3 separate regions of the Drosophila melanogaster genome follow, and all the other regions are linked to region 3. The links are chromatin contacts, called in public Hi-C and HiChIP or PLAC-seq maps. All regions are on one chromosome and are shown on one strand. Each heading gives the region's core, a stretch centred on a gene start, on an enhancer-like site or on the middle of the called end of the contact. The rest is flanking DNA. Distances are from core to core; before and after follow the strand shown. Region 1 holds the start of Zip102B (Zinc/iron regulated transporter-related protein 102B). Region 2 holds the start of CaMKI (Calcium/calmodulin-dependent protein kinase I). Region 3 holds the start of Kif3C (Kinesin family member 3C).

Region 1 (4,438 bases), core at 1,764-4,263, 830 kb after region 3:
CCTGTTTTTGCCAATTCTGGACGCCAGAAGAAGGTATAAATATTCGTGATCCATCTATTCTTAAAAACCTTGGACGTTTTTATTTATTTTCATTTATTATTTATTTTTTATTATTTCATTTTATAAACGTTTAAAACTTACATATACAGTACCAATCCCCAAGAAATCTTTAAAATGCCCAATAATTTCCTTTTTTTTGATTGCCAAGTAATCCATAATTCCTCAAAAATTTATAGCGATGCCATTTACTTTACTATTTAATAGTATCTTACAAGTTAGAAAAATTTTTCTTCTCAACACTTTTATTTTCGGGAAATTTTTTTGAAACTGTCACAGAGAAAACTGAGTATAAAAATACATTATTTTGCAAATATCTTCGTTAAGAATAATCAAAAAATTAGTTTCGAAGGCCAGGTTTTATACAAAACCTTTGCTTTAAAAATAATTATTGACCAAGAATATTTCGATAAACTCATAAAAAACATTTTTAATGTAATTGTTGAAGATTAAAAGACTACAAATTAGTAAATTTTGGACTTCTTTAAATCGACGATTATCGTTAAAACTCGCACCCGTGCATTGGTACTTACATGATACACTGGCTGTGTCCCGCTGATTTGACTGTCATTGCCGCGTAAAAGTGAAATGTCATCTGAAGTGCTAATTTTTAAGCAATTACCCATTTCATGCGTTTTTCGAAGATTTAACTGAAATATATGCACACGTAAAGAAAATTTATACGGCTCGTTTTATCTTGTATTTTAGTTAAGTTGTAAAACTTTATATTTAAATGCAGTGTAAGCTTTTTTTTAAAAGTTGTACATAACAAACACAAAGTAAAAGGAAGATCAAAGAAGACCATTTACGCGACCGAGCCAAAGAAAAGCTTTTTTTTTTTGTTTTAGCGAACGAGAAAAATCACGATTGCAAAAATTTCCGATTGGGAAACCAAAACCTCTATATGCAGCTCCCACATAGAGCTTAAATCTTGAAAGTTGTGCGGCCACAAGGATTAAGGAAATACCTGCCGCCAATAGACCTGGCCGAAACTAAAGAAGACATAAAAAGTGGAAACTGGTTGGGCCAAGGAGCAAAATTGGTCTCGAAGGTAAATAGTGTTTTTCTACCAAACTTGCATCGTAGTTTGATGGGTAACATATGTTTTTTGACTTCATATCACCCCACATCTGCAAAATCTCGATGTGTTGTTTATCGATAAAAGATTGCCAAGACATAAAAATATTCAAAAAAAAACGAGTACCGCGTATAATGATATAAAATCTAGGATCTGTTATAGTTAATATTTCTACACCTTTACTTAAAAAAATTTTTGTTTCTTAACGGAAAAAACTGAAGAAAACTTTCCATTCCTTAAAAACTGGAAATTGATATATGATATGATGATATTTTTTTCATATGGACGTCTAGATACTTTCAATCTGTTGAATATCCTTATCGTGTATGTTTTACACTACATTGACATTGGACTTTACTTTTAAGGATATTTATACACACGCTTGTTAAGGGGAAGTACCAATCGCTAAAAGATTTATTATACTATTTCATACGCGATTTGGCTTGGCTCGTTTTAAACTTTGCGATGAACACTTGTACATCACACAACGATTGTTTATTTATTGATGCATTACCTTTACTCCGCACTGAGCAAATTGTAGTAACTAATAAAAAAATAGTGTTACAAAACGAGATATTCATTAAATTATATGGATGTATTTGTTTGATTACGATTCGTCACTCAACGTTGGAAGAATCCTGTTTTTGCCAATTCTGAACGCCAGATGAAGGTGCAAATATTCGTGATCCATCTATTCTTAAAAACCTTGGACGACTTATTCTATTTTCATTTAATTTTATAAGTTTATCGGAAATTAGCAAAATAATGAAACGTTTAAAACTCACATATACAGTACCAATTAGTACCAATCCCCAAGAAATCTTAAATTAATAAGTACGCATGCATGTATATAAAATGCACATATGTATACACAACTTTCATAATAAACAGAAACAATTTAGTTAGTTGATTTAAAAAAAAAAAAACATTAAATGTGACTTTCTTTGAAATTAGACTAGATTCGATTTAATAAAGCCTGATTTATTCCATATGCTTAGACTTTTTACCTATTTGACAATAAATAAACCAAAATCAACAGTGCTGTTAATAGTATGACCTTAGGTTACCAAACTGTTTATGTAAATGGTGTAATACACGTTGTGCACTGAGATAAATTACATTCTCACGTTGCGCTATACAATCATAATACGGAATACAACCCTCCATGTAGTACGAGAGAGTGATGTATCCCTAAATAACTTATTAAATAAATAAATTATAAGGATCTAGAATTTTTTATGTTATGTGATTTCTGACGATATATAGATAAGCCAAATGAGCAATTATTGTAGGATAACACACGGTGACACCAGGAAAATACTATATACCGCACACTTTAATATATTTACAGAATTTATTTAAAATATTAAAATTAACTGGTGACCGATCATAACCAGTAAAAGGTAGAGCAACTACTATAGGTTTTGCGAACAAGTTAAATTTTCCGATAAACAATAGCTTAAAGAAAATTTGGTTCACTAGCTCCATTCGAACAATTATTCTTAAAACCATTAAAGGTTTTTTCTTTTTTTTAAATTTCACATGAGAGCAAATAAAAAATCGGTTAAAAGTCGGTTGAGAATGCTTGGTACTATTTCTAAATATATATTATATATAAATTATATATATTATATTATATTATATAATATTATATATATTATTATATATTATATTATATATATTATCTTATATTATATTATATATATTATATTATATTATATTATATATGTTTTATATATATTATATATAAATTAAAAATGGTATCATACATTTGTATCGGACCATCTAAAACCGTTTTCAATAAGTTTGTATAATAAGCCAGTGGGTAAGACATGAAATATAATAACTTAAAGGTATTGTTCACAGTCTGGGAAAATTTCGTACGTCTGTAGGATCGCGAGTTTTAACGGGATGAGAAGAAAACAAATTGTATAGTTCTGTTGTGGTATGAGATGTTAATTTGGTTGAAGTGTTATTGTAGAATATGGTATAAGTTCCACAGTTGGTTGCTGCTATATGCGTTGTTAAAATGTTAATAAGGCTCATCTCTAGCGATTGAGTTGGCAAAAACATGTAGCTTTGATGGTATTATGCTCATTAAAATTAAGTTGGGCAATCATGGCTGAGGAGACAATAATTCTCATTTTATTAGTGTTGGTTATGCTTGTGGGGTCTTATTTGGCAGGGAGCATACCGATGCTGATGAAATTAAGCGAGGTCGGTACTAAACAATGGCATTTTAAATACAAAAAAAATTTAATGTGAGGTATTTGGAGCACCACTAGTGCATTAATTTGTTCTACTTAATAAATGTCATTAAAGGAAAAGCTAAAATGTGTCACTGTGCTGGGAGCTGGATTGTTAGTGGGAACTGCTCTCGTTGTTATTATTCCGGAGGGCATTCGATCATTGTATGTGGGGAGTGGCCAATCCCAAAAACGGACATCAGTTCCGGAGCAACCAGATTACTCACAGACCATTGGACTTTCTCTTGTGCTTGGATTTGTCTTCATGATGTTGGTGGACATCTCTCAGCGGAAGAGTAATGTTGGAAGTAATAAAAAAAACAATGCCACACTAACTCTTGGATTGGTTGTGCATGCCGCAGGTAAAGAAGCTTATATTGGTGTACCCACCATATCTTAAAAATTGTTGTTCTTTTGCAGCTGATGGAGTTGCATTGGGAGCAGCTGCCACCACTAGCCATCAAGACGTTGAGATAATTGTATTTTTAGCTATAATGCTTCATAAGGCACCAGCAGCATTTGGATTAGTGACATTCTTACTGCACGAAAAAGTAGACAGACATCAAATTCGCAGACACCTAGTCTTATTTTCCCTGTCGGCTCCCCTTATGACTATTTTAACGTATTTTGGGATCGGACAGGAGCAGAAGGACACGTTAAATTCCGTGAATGCCACTGGTATAGCTATGCTATTCTCCGCTGGAACATTTTTGTACGTAGCAACTGTGCATGTTTTACCAGAGCTTACCCAAGGGGGATTTACGAAAAGCGATCAGCATGATTATTGTTTGCTAGAGGAATCTCGAGGTGTTGCTACGAATGATATAAATGGAAGCAATAGTATTCAAGCACTAAAATATAGTGAATTGGTAATTCTGATTTGCGGCGCACTGCTACCCCTAATTATAACATTTGGACATAATCACTAGTAATGTAGTAATACATATATTTTTGTCAAATAAGATGAAGTAAAAGTTAAGGGATATTAAGCTATAAATATATTGGGTTTAATTTCTCGGATATACAATTATTAACATTAAGTGCTTTGCACAAAGAT
Region 2 (4,751 bases), core at 369-2,868, 700 kb after region 3:
CGTACTTCTGAAAAGGCTCCACTTAAGCGGTAAAAAAAGGTTAGTCATTAAAGTATTTAAAAATCTTTTTGCTTAGCAGCACGTACGTCCCCAGAAGTCCGTGAAGATTGTATTTCTCTTCAATTGACACTTGCTTATTGAGCTCCTTTAAGTCCTTCGCCTTGGCTTTCTTGCCCGAATCCTTTTTGCCAAACAAAGGCATTTCTAAGCAAGTTGATTTTGAAGTAGTATGTATTTTAGATTGCCGAAATTCGCATGGTTATTACTCTTCAACAGTTTAAGCCAGACTTCTCACAGGGTTCTAAAAGTTATAACGACGAACCCTATCAGCGAAGACGATCATATATATTCACAAAAGCAGGTTACATACATACATAGCTAGACACAAAGCAATGCAGTTGTTTTCGGTTTGGGAGCTCAATTATTCCGCTCAGTAATGAGCCCAGCTGCCAAAGGTTAAATTTTAGCTGATTACCTTATATTGCGTACATCTGTAGTCGAAAACAGACACTTGCATATCACACAATATTTACGTATATATATATATATATATATATATATACAATAATATACAATATTTATATATATGCATATATATACATATACATATATAATATATAATTGGGTTTATTTACATATACATGTATAAGTTTTATACATGCTTAAGAAGTATTACGAATTAACCAAAACAAGCGCAGGATCTCGGTGGCTTCACTTGAAAGCAGAAAACAATTGAAGACGAATTTTCAAAACGTTCCCCATATTGCAGACTTTGTTGCAAGCCAACACGTTTCTATTTAAAAAAAATACATCAAATGTATCTAGAAACTGTTTACAGGTCCTTTTGTTTACACAAATATTTATTCAGTATTCTCCAAATCTATAAATACTTGTGCGTTGCAGCGTAATGTCTGTTTTAAAGGAATACACACGCTAGGAATTACAATTACTTTTAGTATTGATTTATTGATTTTCTTCAGGCGCTGGCGCAACCATTGTGGCAGTGTTGACCAGTCAGCTATTTTTTCCTAAAAACTTTGTACTACTAATCTATGTATATGTAGTTTTTCCCAAAAGCGAATTGTTAGTCATTTTTCTCTGGAGCGCTTATATGTATATACATATAGCATAGTAAGTTAGTGATTATACATCTTACCTTTTTATTTGCAAAGCAAATGTAATGAATTTGTTTTTTGATTAGCTCATAGACTATCGGACACGAACAAAAAAATTAATTTTTCAAGTTATGTCGTTATTTTTTTTACATAATACTTAATACTATACATTTATACAGTTAAAATCTTTCAAAAAAGTAACTTTCAACCAAATCCGGAAATAAATTCTCAGTACGATTTTCACAAATTGGTTTACCGTGACACACTGCTCCATTGTTTCCAAATCTTAGCGGAACTTTAAACGTGACAAACTTATTTTGAAACATTAGCATTGACTGTTAAAATTGTGATACGTCACCTGGTTCTGGTTAAGTCAAAACAAATTGAACAAAAATTTCTTGGTGATTAAAAATATTTAAATAAATTTATATCTGTACTCTATTGATTTCCTATTGATATTTTGGAACTAAACCTTGGAACCAATCTTGGAAATTATAATTCTTGCGAACGTTCATGGACAGGAACAGGGCGAGACATTTCATTCCAAAGAAACAGTTGGGAAATGAAAACGCTTTAAGTTCTAATTAAAACAACTACCACTAGACTGAAGCTTAAGAAATAAATGCTTAAGCTAAATGTATTATATAATTTTTATTATCTGCAACATTTTAGTGAATAAACAGTTAATAATTGGAGTACATTCAAATTTGTATGTTGTTCTCAGATAGGTGACTGTGGCATGGATAATAGCATTTTCACACAGATACCAATATATCCGTTAAATTCTTAAAGTGAAAATTTTCAAGTTAATTAAAATTATTATGGATTTTTAAAAGAACTTTTTGAGGCAACACTTACTGGTTAGTAATCTATATAATGTAAGCATTAAATCAAACTTTTAACTTATAAGCATTTTATGGAATCATAAATATTCTTAATTGCTTTTAAATAAATTAAATTTAAATTAATAAATTTTAATAAATTAAAATCTCGCTTAGGTGTTTGCGACTATGGAAAACATGCTTAATATCCTAAGACCAAAAAATTTACAAATTTTTTTTTTTTTAATGCGTATCTTGATTTAGAGATTCAAGACCAAAATATATATATATATATATATTAAATAACATTCAAATCATAGAAGCATTTTAAATTAAATTTAATTTAAATTTAAATTAATAAATTTTAATAAATTAAAATCTCGCTTAGGTGTTTGCGACTATGGAAAACATGCTTAATATCCTAGGACCAAAAAATTTACAAATTTTTTTTTTTTTAATGCGTATCTTGATTTAGAGATTCAAGACCAAAATAGCTGTCATATATATATTAAATAACATTCAAATCATAGAAGCAATACTGTTTTGGGATTTGTCTAAGCAACAAACATTTTTGTTTAAATGAAAACATAATTGCATTTCATTTTTTATTCATGAATTAATGCAAAACAAGAGAAAACTCTTTAGTAGATATCCCCGATATGAGATACCCGCAACTCAGCAAGTTTTTTGTTAAGATAAAATGGGAAAAAAGCTAAAATAGCTTTGACAAATGTGGACGTGTCAGTTTTGGGTGGCTTATGGGTGTTTTGCAGACAAATATAAAGGCAGAAACACACGGAAAGACGGACATAGCCAGATCAACTCATCTATAACTATCCTGATAAAGTACATATATCTTTTACTCCACGTGCAATGGGCTATATTATTTGTGAGAACAACACAACGACGCCGGCTGTTCAGATATTTATAAGAGTTTTGCGATATCCCTGTTATTGAGCAAATATAGATAATAAAAAAGCAATAAACGGAACTAAAACTAAGTTTTTTTTTCCAACCAATGTGAAGAAAATTATTACCTCAAATTACAACGGGGACGACAACCACCCAAGAAAAAATATGTTTTTCCATATATATATGCAAATGCTTCGATTTGTAATTCAAAATAATAAAATATGAGATTGCTGACTGAGCTGCATTGGTCTTGCTTAATAGGGTCTTAAATGAGTAGTGGATGTTTTATGGAATACCCTGGTTATTTATGACTTAAAGCTACCAGATCTGGAATTCTAGTATGAAAGTAATAATTATACCAAATTTGGTTTGTTCGAATTATCGCGGTCTGGTCACATATAAGGGTAGTAATTACATTTTTTATATATTAGATTGCTTCTCTTATTATGCGAGCTGTTTATTCCAAAGTATGTTCGCAATTTTCGACTCCTGCTAACATAACGCACGGTTAAAGCAGGAACATTTGGGCCTATAAGCCCAAAATTTCATTAGCTTAATACGATGCTCCGAAGTGTTATTGCATTTGCACATATACATAAAATTGTGACATAGAATAGGAGAATTCCACATACAAATACAAAAATACAAAATCCTCCAGTAAAATTTAAAACGATATCGTGTTTTGCTTCGCGTATCTCACGTGAGATGTAATCGCATGCATATGAGTGGTGAGTGCCTGCGTGCAGTTCCTGGTCTAAATATGCTTAATTGCGTTCGCCGACTTCAAAAGCAATAAAACGATGGATTTTAATTGCTACTTGAGCAATTAGCCACACAAGGGATCTTGGGAAGGTCGATTTGAAGGAATTCGATTTCTAGGATGCTCTCGACAACAATGCCCCGCAGTCCAACCCAACAACAGCCGCAACCAAACTCCGATGCCTCCTCAACAAGTGCATCTGGATCAAATCCTGGAGCAGCGATCGGAAATGGGGACTCGGCGGCGAGCAGAAGTTCTCCGAAGACCCTTAATAGCGAACCCTTTTCTACTTTGTCGCCGGGTAAGACTTGTATTGATTTCTCTTTGTCCGGAATTATAACAACTTTCTGTGTTTCCAGATCAAATAAAATTGACGCCAGAAGAAGGCACTGAGAAAAGCGGACTATCAACTAGTGATAAAGCTGCCACTGGAGGAGCCCCAGGCAGTGGAAATAATCTGCCCGAGGGACAAACTATGCTAAGGCAGAACTCTACGAGCACAATCAACTCGTGCCTAGTCGCTTCTCCACAAAACTCCAGTGAACACTCGAATAGCAGCAATGTGTCTGCTACAGTGGGCCTTACTCAGATGGTAGATTGTGACGAGCAATCGAAGAAAAACAAATGTAGTGTGAAGGACGAGGAAGCTGGTAAGACTGCCCTACAAATGGTTTAAAATTTTAAAATGTATTGGCGTTCACCTTTGTTAATCATTTAATTGTTTTTTTTTTGCTATACTTACAATTTTAGTTTTAAACTTGTAAACTTGACTAAAACTCGCGAAGCTCGGATCAAAACAGACATTTTCTTGGAACCGTAATTAAGCTCATAAAAATATTAATTCATCTTGATGGAATGCATATCATAGATGTACTCAAACATCTCAAGAAAGACCTCAAATTGGATCAACTAATTAGTTTGAGAAAAAATTGCTGTACTTTTAAGAATATATTAATTTAAAAATTTGCTGAGTGAAATGATATAATAGTCACAATAATTTTTAGTTAAACTGCTAAAGCATTTTGAATAGCCGTGCTACGCAGATGCTACTAGACGCGGTGTAAAAGCTAATTTTTATTTAAAAGCTGTCCTAATATTCCATAACCATTAATGTCCCATTTCAGAAATAAGTTCTAATAAAGC
Region 3 (4,082 bases), core at 886-3,385:
AGAATGCCTTCGTCGACGTATTTCATGCGGTGGACATAGCGACGGTAACTTTAGTTAATTATATACTTTATATGGTTGCCAATGTCTTCGGGCTTAACCGTAAAATCAGATGTTTTAATGTAATATCGGAAAACGTACAATCAATGTAAGTTTTAAAAATGTTGTAGCACAAAAAGCACAATATTTTACCCTTTTCGAGCGGCAAGCATTATAAAATATTCAGTCGGACATGGCCGCTCGACTCATCTCGGCTGGTGGTCCTGTTAAGGAATTTATACACTTTATACCTGTTCATTTTTTTTACGAATATAGTTAACCTTTAGCTATACTAGTCATTACTATACTACCCGTCTACATACATACACATTTACATATTTTGACAAGTACCTGCATTGTGTGTGTTTTCCCACAACCTGTTTGACCGTAAGCAAAAATGGTTCCATTATATCCTTCGATTGTACTCTCAACTAATGAATAACACATCTCGTCGTAAATCACTTCCGTGTCAGTTTTCATATTATAAACACTATCAAATATGAATTTTTTTTGTTGAGATATGCGAGCTGATGGATTAGTCACGGAAACTGCAAATTCATTAATTTCAACAATGTTCTGAAATGACAAAAGTAAATAAATTGTCGTTTTATTAAAAAATAAATTAATTTTATGATCGCAAAAAATCTTAGCTTTATATAACTTTGAAGTATATTCACCCCAAGACAATTATAATTTCGTAGGCATTTCTATCGGCTTTTGTGTCAGTTTGCTGACTTTGATTAATTCAAAGTTTGATTATTTAAGATAACCGAACGCCGTAAATTAAATCACCGAAAAGCTGCTAATCGCACTGATGACCAGAGAGAGAGAGACAGTCAAAGAAAATGTTGTATTGTATTACTATCTCAGAAATGTGATACTTATTATAGAAAAATGAATTAAATAGGCTTTAGATTCTAGGAGCTCTTGCACATAAAAGCAACAACTATCATAATATTAAAAATTATTCAAATGTGTGGGCGTGACCGGTTTGGCGGCCTTAGGGTGTTAGAGGTGGCGTGGCAAAAAGTTTTTTTGGCAAAACGATAGAAATTTACAAGACAAATAAAATTATGAAAAAATATCCAATAATTTTTCTAAAATGGTGGCGTTGCGACCACGACCACAATTTTTGAGAAATGTGTTGTATTTTTTCACATCTTTATTAGTCTCGTACGTTTGGGTTTCTTACAATAATTTAATTAATATCTATCGATTTGCAATAAAAAAAAATTTTTGTCACGCCCACTCTATTGAACAATTTTTTATACTTTAATTAGTCTTGTAAATTTCTATCGATTTGCAAAAAAACCGGTCACGCCCACACTTTTGAACAATTCTTAAATTTTATCCCATCTTATTCCCCAATATTTATCGATATCCCAGAAAAATTATGATATTTCGAGTTCGCGTTCACACTAGTAACGGGTAACTGATAGCCGCGGAAATTGACTACAACATTCTCTCTTGTTTAAATTATCTATACGAAGTCTGCCGGGAAGCTAGTACTTAATGTAAACATATCTATTAATTGCGTATTTATAATGCGTGTTCGGAGCGGATCGCCAGGGCCTAGTCATGCATAGGTGTATCACTTTACTAACACAACTTTATTAACCTGCATGATAAGTCCCAGTCTCCAAGGAATCCTGAAAACGCTAAAACTTTCTTTTACCCAAATATGTTTTGTTAAGGGTATTGAAGGATTATCATCTTCCATATATTTAGAAAAGACAATGTTTAATGAATGTATTTAAAAGTTAGTGTTTTTGATTTCCACCAAGTCGCTGTAGTTTGGAAGTACAGCAAATTTGCTTTCCTTACCTGTTACACACTCTTAACAAAACAAAATATTTAAAATCCCAAAAGTGTTCGGCAAAAAAATTTAACCTTCTCTTTGTAATGTCGATATAAAGTCGATGTAATAAATTAAAATATACACTTACTTGACAGTTTCGTTCTTTTTCAGTTTGGTTCATCGGACGACATCGAACAACAACTTTAATATTTTCACTCATTTTCCTGTGTTGGTCAAAATAAGTCTTAAAGTTTACTTAAAATTCAACTAAAAATATTTATAATTGCTTCAAGAGAAAATCCATACATGAAATTAAAAGCTACTTTGAAAGTATTCGAAATACATTCACGTAAAGCTCCGAATTTAAATCATTTTCATACCATAATTTTGGTAGAATCAATAAGTCTTTCCCAACCTTGTGAAATGAAACCGCTCATCATCCAAAGTTTTAAAGAACTTTGAATTTCAAAGCAACATTTTTTACTTATGTGTATAAAATTGCCATTTGACTGAAGTAAAAATAAAGATTTTAGTCAAATTTTTAAATATCCTGATTTGGTATACCCTTTAACAATACGAGTAACGAGTAATAATACGAGAAAAAAGTGCTAAACGTTGCGTGCAACATAATAGATTATCGGCATTTTGTGAAAAACCACATGTTTTTGAATTCAAATAAAAATTTATGCATTCCATTATTATGCATAAGTATATAATTAGGTATATTATGGATAATTCGCATCGGCAGTTAAATGAAAATATAAAAATATACTTCCATTTTGAATTGCGTAAGAATATTGTATTTTGTATTAAACACAAGTTTTTTTGAAAACTTAGGAAATAAGCCTTTCTTATATCGTACGATCATAACGGGCGACACACAAGATTCGATTATACACTTAGCGTATTTTAAAATGGGTTATATAATTAAAGCTTGCCCATATTGCTTAATTTAGGCTAAAAACAAAAGAGTTAATTTTAATCCAAATTTTAATAAATTTTTGAAGCTAACAACAATTCGATATTACCCAGTGTGAAAAACCATTCTGTGCCTCACGATTTCTTCGAAATCGATAGGGAATGTATGGGAATGCTCTATTATAATACACATATAAACTAATTTTGCAAAGCTTTAAGCTCCCGTTTTGACCACTGTAACCTGAAAAGAGGGCTACGATTTTTGAACACGCGCACGCGTGATCTTAGGATGCAAGTCACATACGATATGAACCAACCCTCACTTAGTCACGTTTCCGCGGAGTGTTGTAGACGTCATAGCAAAGAGTATTCATTACAGGTACACGGTACCATATTTCAAGCAAAGCGCGTTTGTTAGGCATTACCGTCAAATATTAAAGATAATTAAATTTTGAAAATATTGTATAAATATTTCAAAAACTTACCAGTTAATTTAACAATTATTTGTACTTTTTAATTGTATTAAGTAAAACTTGTATTAATGATATGTATTTATAATAATTTTTTCTATTTAATTTTATTTTAATTTCATTCATTTCATCATTTAATTTTAAACAATCGAGTTTTTCAGATAATAATATGTAAGTTCTTAAATTGAGCTTTAACGACGTAGTGAATATCTATCTGCGCATGACTTAAATTTTAATTTTGTTCTTACGAAAACTGTGTATATAGGTACGAAAGCGATTCATTCATAAAATACATATACAGTTTTATACAACTCAAAACATTTAAAAAATGTATAAACGTAAATAAAAAATAATACATATATCATTATTGAGTTTTGTAATCTATTTATATATACATATATACATATATACATATTTATATATTTATATATTTACATATTTATATATTTATATATTTATATATTTATATATTTATATATTTATATATTTATATATTTATATATTTATATATTTATATATTTATATATTTATATATTTATATATTTATATATTTATATATTTATATATTTATATATTTATATATTTATATATTTATATATTTATATATTTATATATTTATATATTTATATATTTATATATTTATATATTTATATATTTATATATTTATATATTTATATATTTATATATTTATATATTTATATATTTATATATTTATATATTTATATATTTATATATTTATATATTTATATATTTATATATTTATATATTTATATATTTATATATTTATATATTTATATATTTATATATTTATATATTTATATATTTATATATTTATATATTTATATATTTATATATTTATG

What was found. Hi-C and Micro-C count contacts between places; a contact is called where the count stands out from the background. HiChIP or PLAC-seq counts read pairs in DNA pulled down with a chosen protein or histone mark.
Region 1: a Hi-C map of the Kc167 cell line shows a contact between it and region 3, with 1.5 times the contacts expected there. The contact joins the promoter of Zip102B here to the promoter of Kif3C in region 3. A contact is called at or near these places in 4 of 107 Hi-C or Micro-C datasets (the Clone 8 cell line, the Kc167 cell line, eye imaginal disc and 1 more).
Region 2: a contact with region 3 is called in an H3K27ac HiChIP or PLAC-seq map of the Kc167 cell line, with 2.5 times the contacts expected there. The contact joins the promoter of CaMKI here to the promoter of Kif3C in region 3. A contact is called at or near these places in 1 of 107 Hi-C or Micro-C datasets (the Clone 8 cell line) and 1 of 6 datasets of contacts at active chromatin or transcription factors (the Kc167 cell line).

Annotation. Positions count from the first base shown.
Region 1 is chr4:312,662-317,099 of dm6, reverse strand. Zip102B (Zinc/iron regulated transporter-related protein 102B) reads left to right here and starts at 3,013. Exons shown (of 3, transcript NM_001297784.1): 1 at 3,013-3,352; 2 at 3,458-3,743; 3 at 3,802-4,438. The coding sequence starts at 3,254. The coding sequence ends at 4,310. Rnf11 (Ring finger protein 11) reads right to left here and starts at 2,177. Exons shown (of 4, transcript NM_001272124.1): 1 at 2,143-2,177; 2 at 591-707. The coding sequence starts at 683.
Region 2 is chr4:442,371-447,121 of dm6, reverse strand. CaMKI (Calcium/calmodulin-dependent protein kinase I) reads right to left here and starts at 1,618. Exons shown (of 8, transcript NM_166764.2): 1 at 1,474-1,618; 2 at 1-21. lgs (legless) reads left to right here and starts at 3,211. Exons shown (of 6, transcript NM_143665.4): 1 at 3,211-3,909; 2 at 3,968-4,258; 3 at 4,733-4,751. The coding sequence starts at 3,729.
Region 3 is chr4:1,145,519-1,149,600 of dm6, reverse strand. Kif3C (Kinesin family member 3C) reads right to left here and starts at 2,135. Exons shown (of 5, transcript NM_143682.4): 1 at 1,983-2,135; 2 at 388-612. The coding sequence starts at 2,054. All of the region lies in intron 1 of CG32017, which reads left to right.